Regions from separate parts of the Mus musculus genome. Here region 1 is linked to region 2. Evidence: chromatin contacts called from public HiChIP or PLAC-seq data. All regions are on one chromosome and are shown on one strand. Each heading gives the region's core, a stretch centred on a gene start, on an enhancer-like site or on the middle of the called end of the contact. The rest is flanking DNA. Distances are from core to core; before and after follow the strand shown. Region 1 has its middle 110 kb from the start of Gm12002. Region 2 holds the start of Grb10 (growth factor receptor bound protein 10).

Region 1 (4,330 bases), core at 1,227-3,726, 170 kb before region 2:
GGCAGAGGCAGGTGTCTCTTTGTGATTTTGAGGCTATTCTTGTCTGCAAAGCAAGTTCAAGGACACCCAGGACTATACAGAAAAAAAAAAAGTCAGTAGTTATTCTTATAAGCTTGCCTTTGTACGTAACTTAGCCCTTCTCTTTTTCAGCCTTCAATATATTTTCTTCTGTACATTTAGTGTTTTAAACTATGACCCAGAGACTCTTTTATGGTCTGGTCTGTTTGGTGTTCTGTCTGCTTCTTGTGTATGAATGGGCTTCTCTTTCCCTATATTTGGACATTTTTTTTCCTATTGTATTTTTTGTTTCCATCCGTTCAGTTTGGGCTTTCCTCAGCATTTCTCTTTATCAAATTCTATTTTTATACTTGAATTGGCTTCCTTATTTCATTTAGCTGTGTCTATGTTCTCCTGGAAAATATCTGAGCCCTCTCTGACTTGTTTTACCATATTTATAATCATTATTTTGAGTTGTACATCTAGAATTTTGTCTAAGTCATTTTTATCTGGAGTCTGTATTGTGGGATTGGTAACTTTTAGAGGAAATAATTTTTCTTGATCATTTTACTTATATTTTTGAGCTGGTTTCTGCTCATATGGGGTTAGCTTCTTCATTAAGACATTGGGAGGCAAAGAGAGGGAAGTAACTGGGGGTGTGGGGAGAAGAGGGGGAGGGGGTATGGAAGCAGGATCAGGCACAGGAGAGACAGGTCCAGTGTGCCAGGAGAATGAATGGGAATCTGCAGCTGCCGGGGTGGGAGTGGGAGTAAACTTTAGAAAGTCCCAGAGACCTAGGATAGGGTAGGCTTCCAGAAGTCAATGTTTAACAACAGGGACATGAAGAGGCCACCTCCTGTAGCCAGAAAGGATCCCTAGTGGATAGGGTCACGAATCCATCTACAAAACTTTCTACACAAATTTTGTCCTATCTAAAAGGGGTGGAGCAGAAGCCAACCAATACCCAGCCCAACTTGAAACCCATGCCATGGACAAGCACCAATCCCTGACGTTAATAATAATACTCTGTTATACATGCAGACAGACAGCCTATCATAATTGTCCTCTGAGAGACTCTACCCAGCAGTGGACTGAAACAGAAGAAGATACCCACGGCCAAAAATTAGATGGAGGTTGGGGACACTTACGGTAGAGTTGTAGGAAGGAGTCAAGGCCAAGAAGTAGATAGGAACCTCACAGAAAGACCAACAGAGTCAACAAACCTGAACTCCTGGGAGCTCTCAGAATCTGGGCCACCAACCAGTGAGCATACATGGGCTAGAATGACCCCTTCTCACCCCCACCCCCTCCACTCCCACACATATGTAGTAGATAAGCACCTGGGTCTTCATGGCTGCCCTTTTCTTTATTCACTGGGAATAGCCACTAGCCAGGACTAATCTTGCAGAGACTTGAAGTGCCAGGGTGAAGGGATATGGAGGGAGGGTGTCCACCTTCTCAAAGGAGAAGGGGAAGGCAGGTGGAGGTAAGTGACTTGGTGAGGAAGGGACCAGGAAGGGAAGCATCATTTGATATATAAACAAATTAATTAATTCATTTTAAAAATAGATTTTGTCCTTTTAATTCAGGTTGACTCTTTGTGCAATTAATATGTTTGCAGTGCTCAGGAAAGACTAGGCAGTAGTAGAGTTCTAATGTTTCATTTGTAGACTGGTGTTCTAGGCACCTGACTCTGTCCTCAGTCTTCTCAGACAGGCTTAGTATTATCTATGGCAAGTCATTATACAGGAGTGAACCTACAGTGATTAAAAAAAAAAAAAACAGTAGCAAGTAAATACAAATTAACATTTCTTAAGTGCCAATTGGTTTAGGGAGTTAAAGAGCCTGATAGTATTGTGTGTACTGATATGTTAGTGTGAATGGAAAGGAAAACCACAGGTGAGCCATCACCGTGAGACTAGTGATAGTGGTGAGTATTCAATTGCAAACTAGGAAATAGAGAAGAGGGAGATACAGAAGAGTGGAGATAATTGAGGCAAAGGAAAAGGGAATGTGGTCATGTGGGGGACCACATGGTTTACAGTAGATTAAACATATGGATACAGATACAGACTCAGATACCACAAATCAGGTCAGCCTGACATAACAGTTGGAGGAGTGAGTTCAGAAAGAGAAAAGGGAAAGAAAGAGAAAAGGGAAAGAAAGAGAGAGAAAGAGAGAAAGAGAGGGAGGGAGGGAGGGAGGGAGGGAGAGAGAGAGAGAGAGAGAGAGAGAGAGAGAGAAGAAGAAAGAGAGAGAGAAAGAGAAAAGAAGAAAGAGAGAGAGAAAGAGAAAGAAAGAAAGAGAGAGAGAAAGAAAGAAAGAAAGAAAGAAAGAAAGAAAGAAAGAAAGAAAGAAAGAGAGAAAAGAGAGAAAAGAGCAAACAGTAAAAGTGAACGGTAGGGGACAGTGTTGGCCTGCCTCGATGACCTGCTGTACTATACAGATAAGAAATAGCTGTAGGAGAAGGGTGGAGAGGTGGGTGGAGAGGTGAGATAATGGAATCACTAGAAGATAAGGATTAGTTGTAGTGGGGAAGAAAAACAGGGTGGAGATATCAGAAAATGAGATTGCTGGCCTGAATGTTTTTTTCATCTCCTTGGCAGATCCACTGATCTTTCTCCTTGGCCCTGGGCCAGCTGGTAGAACCTGTTGACTGTTAGGGGTCCTGTTCTCTAGTGGCCTCCCAGCTCCTCTTGTTTGTGGAGTTTTCCTGACTGTTCTGTCAGCTATGGATAGATAAGGCAAACTCTCTTTATCAGTGGCTGCTGTTTTCTGATAGGAGCCGGTGTCTGGCGGCTGATCCATGCCCAGAGCACTGCTCAATGCTTGTGCTTAAGCCTCAGAGCTTCACATTTTCCTTGTGTAACAAAAACAGTGTTCTGGTTGAAGTTACTGGGAACCCTTTCAACGAAATCCCTGCTGACACAGCTTTTATACATTTCCTGGTAGGAGTCTTTGGGGTAAGCGAAAATCCAGCCATGCACAAGCTGTACTGGCTTCAGTCACATCAGTAAATCCAGTCTGGTGGTAGAGAAAGCTCCTGAGTCCAGTGGTAGGAGAGAGCTGTTGTGGTACTGATGAAATCAATTCAGAAACTGGAGAAGCAGCTTTGGGGTGATAAACTGTTCCAGACCTCCTGCTTCTCACTCTGTAACCAGTCACTCATTGAACACTGCTTCTAGCCTACCAGCTTTCCTTGTTGTCTGTGTTCCTTTGAGAATTTTTGCTCAGATTCATAACCCATTTTTAATTGGGCTGTTTGTTTTCTTGGTGTTTAGTCGGGTCTTTTGTTTTTCAGGTCTTTGTATAGTCTAGACACTAATCTTTTGTCGGATGTGTAACTGGCAAACATCTTCCATTTTTCAGCCCTTACTTTACTGACAGCTTCTGCTGTAGAGAAACTCTTTAGTTTAATGACATCCCATTTGTCAATTTTCAGTGCCATGCTCTTGGCTTCTGTAAGCTAAAATAAACCTGTATTCTTAATAAACTAAGCAGACTCAGTGATCCTGTTATAGCAACAGAAAGCTGATTAGGTGAGGGTACTGATATTAGGGGTGGCCCACATGTTTTTACAAAGGTCAGAAAAGTTTCAAAGTTTTCTGAATTATTCTGCAGTGAGAATTTTATTGCTCACATGAGAACAATTTTGCAAAATTTAAATTTGCATTCTGTTTGTTCTGTGTGTAGTGTGTGTGGGGGGGGGGGGTTGGGGGGGAGTAGAGGAAATAGTACTAGTTCCAGTCAGCTGACATTCTCAGAGTCAAAGCATGGACACTGGGCCGCTGTGCTGTCCTCAGTAGACCAATTAAAGAGACAGACGAGAGTGAAGCAGAGAGAGGGGATCATTTTCAATGTGGCTACAGTGAGAAAAGTAAAGAAAAAGGGTTCAGTGATCCTTGAGTCCATCTTTGGGGTGCTAGTGGGAGGCTTGGGTTTAAATAGAGGTTTAGGATCATATATCTAAGCTGTCCTGGCCTGGGGTGCTCCTCATTGCTGACCCCCTGGCTCTGCTCCACTCTCTTCAGCAAAGTGGTCAGACTGTGTGAGATTTTTTTTTTTTCTTCCTCCTCTGGCTGGCAACAGGTTTCATTCTTTTCCTTCACATAGCATGAGATCCCTGAGGAAACCGCAAATGTTGGGATCTGTTGTTCACATAGCTAAAAAGGAGAGGCAAAGTTCCTCGTTTTAGCCTCCCTCTGCTCCTGCCAGGATGACTGCACTAGTCAGTACTCCCTGTTTTACGGAGTCTAGCATGGTCTGGAGAGGATTCCAATGCAGAGCTGATCACAGGGCTAGTGCTCTGAACACTGATGTGTGGAGCGCCGAT
Region 2 (4,396 bases), core at 488-2,987:
ACTTGACATTTATCTCCATACCATTCTAGTTAGTAGTAATGCCTGAGAAACACAGATTAAACTTTCCACCTAGATCACTGGACTGGTCTTGTAAGAAAAAGCAATGCTCTAAATTATCAGATAAACTGAGGGGGAAAAAAAGTTTAAACCTAGATTAAATACACGTTTTGTACCAATATAAATCTGTGGATTTGAAAGGTATGTGGTTGTTATATAAGAAAACATCTCCATGTTTGGAAAGGCAACATCAATATGTAGAGGGCTGAAGGGTCCACACTGTTTGGAACTTACCAACAAATCGATTCAGGGGGGAAAAGTATTGCGAAAGTATGTAGAAACTTTCAAACCTCTGTAAAAGTTCCCTGACCCGACAGGCTTTGTGTCCGGTGCAGTATGGATCGTTGGTGAGACCCTGCAGGAAAACTGTAAAGTTTGAAGCCAATCAACTTGGGAAAAGTTAGCCCAGTTTTCTCTGCTTCGGTTCGCTTTTGAGTCCTTTGTCTACAAAAGACTTCTTGTGTTCCTTTCCCCGGGAATCTAAGACTTATTCACATCCTTTTCTCTGGATTTTCACCTTGTAGGTTTCTGAGTCTTGGACCAACGGCCAGAAATAAGAGTGAGTGTTCAGTTATAGGAAAGGAAAAACTTTTCATTGATTACATCAATCTGAGGTCGGAAAAACCACTGTTAAAAGCAAGAGGTACCGAGCCGTGCTCAAAAAGAGCGTCGGACAATGCACACAGCACAGCTTTCAAATCTTTGCCTTGCTGTGAGCCCACTCCCAGCTTCTCGACTTTCTAGAAGTTACTTTTAAGAAGTTACTTTTTAGGCTCAGTCTCTCTACTTTCTACAGTTGTTCTAGGAACAAACCTCAGAGGCCTGAGTGAGGGAGAAGAAGGAGAATTCACAAATGTTTCACACCACGTGTCTTCTCAACTACGGTGATTTACGGTCAGGGCTGCTTTTACAAAGCCGAAACTCAAGAAAAAGGTGTAATTATTGGTAGCCTATCTGTACTAGAAAAGCGACACAACATTAAGAATTATTTCGAAGGGGCCGATCAAATTAGCCCGTTGCCTTTTCGTGGGTCACTTTAGAAACCGGGCACGGCCCGTCTGGGCTTTACTTTCACGAGGGCCCCACTTCAGAGGTAAAGGACACGAGGCTTGCTCGGCTGCCTCAAGAAAACAATGAAGGGCCTCTCAGGCTTCCCTCCTTCGGCTACTCACACGCAGCTGGCGAAACTGAGGCTGAGAAAGGTGAGGCTCGGACCCGACCCGCCGTGAGCAAGCCCGAGTTTCCTTGTCCGGGCCCGGGGCTGCCCACGACGGTGTCGGGCGGCCGCAGCCCAGGAAGAGTTTGAACTGTGCGGTTGGGGAGTACTTTCTGAGTTTCGAACAATTCCCTTCCGAATGGCCCTCGGGACAGGTCCGGTCGGTCTTCCGCCGGCGCGGCCGCGCACCGGGGCGGTGGCGTGGCGCCGGGGGTCCCGCGCGCTGCAAGCATGGTGGGCGCGCTCCCGCCCGGGCGGGAGAGCATCGTGCCACGCCAACCCCGCGAGCCCGCGCCCCCCGCGCCACGCCCTGCGCCCAGGCCGCGGCTCCTCCCGCGCTGGCGGCCGCCGAGCGGTCCGGGCGGCGGCGGGAGGAGGAGCAGGAAAAGCGGCCGGGGGAGGAGGAGGCGGAGGCGGCGGCGGAGGCGGGGAGGGCGGGCGGGGCCCGGAGAGTTTAAAGCCCATCGAGGGGGTGGGGTGCGGGGAGGCGGCAGGAAGGGAAGGGCGCTGCGACCAGTGGCGGGCGGGATTCGCGTTCCGAGACCCACGGGAGCACGAAGTTTCCGCGCACCGTCTCACGCACGGCGACTGGGACCGTCCAGTGTCCGGCTTTGCCTTCGGTTTTTCTCCGTTGTGACTCGTGCAACGTGTGGCCAGCGGCCACGCGGAGGCGACGAGGAGCTGCACGTCAGGTAGGAGTTGGGCGGGGAGCCGCGGCAAGTTACTTTTGTGGTCCGCGCCTCGCGGGGCCCGGCGGCCGGGCGGCTCCCCGCGCCGTCATTGTCTGCGCTCGGGGCCGCCCGCGATCGGGACGCGGGGCCCCGCGAGGCGCGGCGGGCGGAAGGGCGTCGCCTTGGGGGGTCTGGGGGGCTGCGGCGCCCCGGGCCCCCGGCGGGGCGGCACGGGATGGCGGGACGGGGCGGCGGGCGCGCGGCTGCGGCGCCCCGCAACGCTCTCCCCTGCGCTCCAGCCCACGGGGGGAGGCGCGGGGCCCCGAGCGGCACATTCTTGAGCCGTCTTGTCCGACGGCGACGGCTCGGGGGGCTCGGGCGGGGGCTGCGGTCACGGCCGCGCTTTCAGGGGCCACCGCCCTGGAGGAGGGTGGGCGCCCGGGGGTCACCGGAGAAGCGGGTGCTCCCGCTGCGCCCCGGGCCTCGGCGCGCGCGCCAGGCGGACCGGGCAGCGGTGCCAGACACTCCCAAGTCCCAAGCGAGCGCGGCCCGGACCGCGGCCCGAGGTTCCGTACCCCCCCACACACACTCCCCAACCCCCACCCCTTTCTTTCTTCGGGTCTGTTAGTGGCCCCGCTACCCGTCGCTGGGGCCTAACACCAAGTTTGAGGGCTCACGAACTAGCAGCCCGCCAGCGGTGGAAACGTGATAAGAGCGGTACCGTTTGCAGAAGGAAATTTCTGATGCAACTCTCTGCCTTTGCTGATTGCCTCTCCAAACGCCTGCCTGGCGAGGGCCTGCGGCATGTGCGTTATGGAAATTAGGGTATTCTTCACTTTGGAAAAAAAAATGTATTTGTCTTTTCTTGGCGTTGGAAGAAACCCCGCGAACTTCTTTTCATTTGCTTTGACCGAAAAGTAGGAGAGCCACAGGTGATTTTTACAAGGCTCTAGTCCTTTAGGATGTTTTTGAAAAACTCTTTTTTTGTAACTGTTTCATTCAAGAGATGCAAAGAATAAGTCCAAAACAAGTAGCATTAGTGAGTAAATATGTGTTATTGCACAACTTTCCCTTTGCGGCTGTTTAAAAGGCCAGGCCCAGAAGACTTTGTTTCAGAAAATGCTGATTCAGCCATTTGGAGCCCCTGAGTTTCAGAAATGGTGCTCAATTTAACGTTTCGCCCTGCTTTACCAGAACTCCAGTCATTAAAATTCCCCCCCCCACCCCCCGCACCCCTGCGGGCACACACTAAGGCTAATATTTTAGTGAGGTTCCTATTTTACAGAAGTGGACCTCGAGTTCTGGATTTCTGCAGCTGAGGGAATTGTGTAAGGCAAAGGATGAAGGAGTCTGAGAGTATTTCACCAAGAGTGCTGCGGTCAAATGTGCTCCCAGGAATGAGTCTTGCCTACCAAATTTTGATCTTAAAAAAAAAATCAAAACTTTAAGATTAGTGAACATACTTTTTTTGAGTTTTACTGGGAACCTTTGAAAGACTGGCACGGGCCAGTCGCCACATTACAGGGAGGGAATTTGAGGACAGACGGAGTTGCAGCCCAGCAGGCATTGCCGTAACTGAGAAGTGTAGCCACTGATCCTTAGGTAGCATTTCGCAGTTTACAAGGCACTTTCAAAAGCCCTGTTGCTTTTTATCCACTTTGTGGTCCCCACGGTCCCCATTTCACAGGTCTGGAAACCAAGGCTCAGGATGTTAACTGGTATGCCCTGGGCCGTACCAGCTAACAAAGGACAAAGCTCGGGGGAGACCTCCCGAGCTTTACACGTCTGCAAAAGCACGTCCACTTCTAGAAGAAATGGTGTGGAGGAGGGACACCCTGCCTGACACACAGCAGAGCAAATGGAGGACGGGGCCTGGTTTCTTAGACCAGTCGCTCCCAGCCCTCCAAGATTAATGCCACGTAGACCAAGCAATTATCACTGGGTTTTTTCTTCTTCTTTTTTATACTTACATACTCATTTATTTGGAGAAGAAACTTCAATGTTCATGAAATCATGAGTTTGATATGGTAACTTTGTTCATTATAATTAAATTAAAATGTTGTGTGGCCCCTAAATCACTACCTACTGCACATTACTTGGCCTGTATTGCTTGTGAGGCAATATTGGGTTGGTCAAAGTGGATTTTGTAGGTGAACTAGGGAGCCAGAAAGCAGGGCAGATTTTTGGTGGCTAATTGTCTGGGACTTTATATGGTGGTTACGGCTATGGTTGGGAGCCAGAGCAGCTCTGTGTCTCCAGTTAGCCTCCACTGGGCACGAAGAGCAAAATCAGAACCAAAGATCCAGGTCAGAACTTACCTAGGGTGTTGCTGAACCCGCTGGGTCAGAGGCTTTACAGTGTTTCGAAGCCAAGCTTGGGTTGAACCAAGACATCCATGTGCCTTTAGCTCATTTTAGAGCTGTACAGATTCTTGATTGGTGTATCTTTTTTT

The links. HiChIP or PLAC-seq counts read pairs in DNA pulled down with a chosen protein or histone mark.
Region 1: an H3K4me3 HiChIP or PLAC-seq map of fetal liver shows a contact between it and region 2, with 4 times the contacts expected there. The contact joins the enhancer-like site here to the promoter of Grb10 in region 2. A contact is called at or near these places in 6 of 39 promoter capture datasets (the 3T3-L1 cell line, embryonic stem cells, liver and 1 more), 4 of 484 Hi-C or Micro-C datasets (adipose-derived mesenchymal stem cells, embryonic fibroblasts, embryonic stem cells and 1 more), 3 of 115 datasets of contacts at active chromatin or transcription factors (cardiomyocytes, fetal liver and stem cell-derived neural progenitor cells) and 4 of 9 other capture datasets (adipose tissue, embryonic stem cells, liver and 1 more).

The regions. Positions count from the first base shown.
Region 1 is chr11:12,204,102-12,208,431 of GRCm38.p6, reverse strand. No RefSeq gene overlaps it. Among named protein-coding and RNA genes, the nearest start is that of Gm12002, 110 kb to the left of the region's middle. Within about 2 kb of position 2,476, at least 13 of the 459 cell types and tissues checked have an H3K27ac peak or open chromatin away from gene starts, as enhancers often do. A contact at or near this core is called in fetal liver, where this site is marked.
Region 2 is chr11:12,034,761-12,039,156 of GRCm38.p6, reverse strand. Grb10 (growth factor receptor bound protein 10) reads left to right here and starts at 1,737. Exons shown (of 17, transcript NM_010345.4): 1 at 1,737-1,965.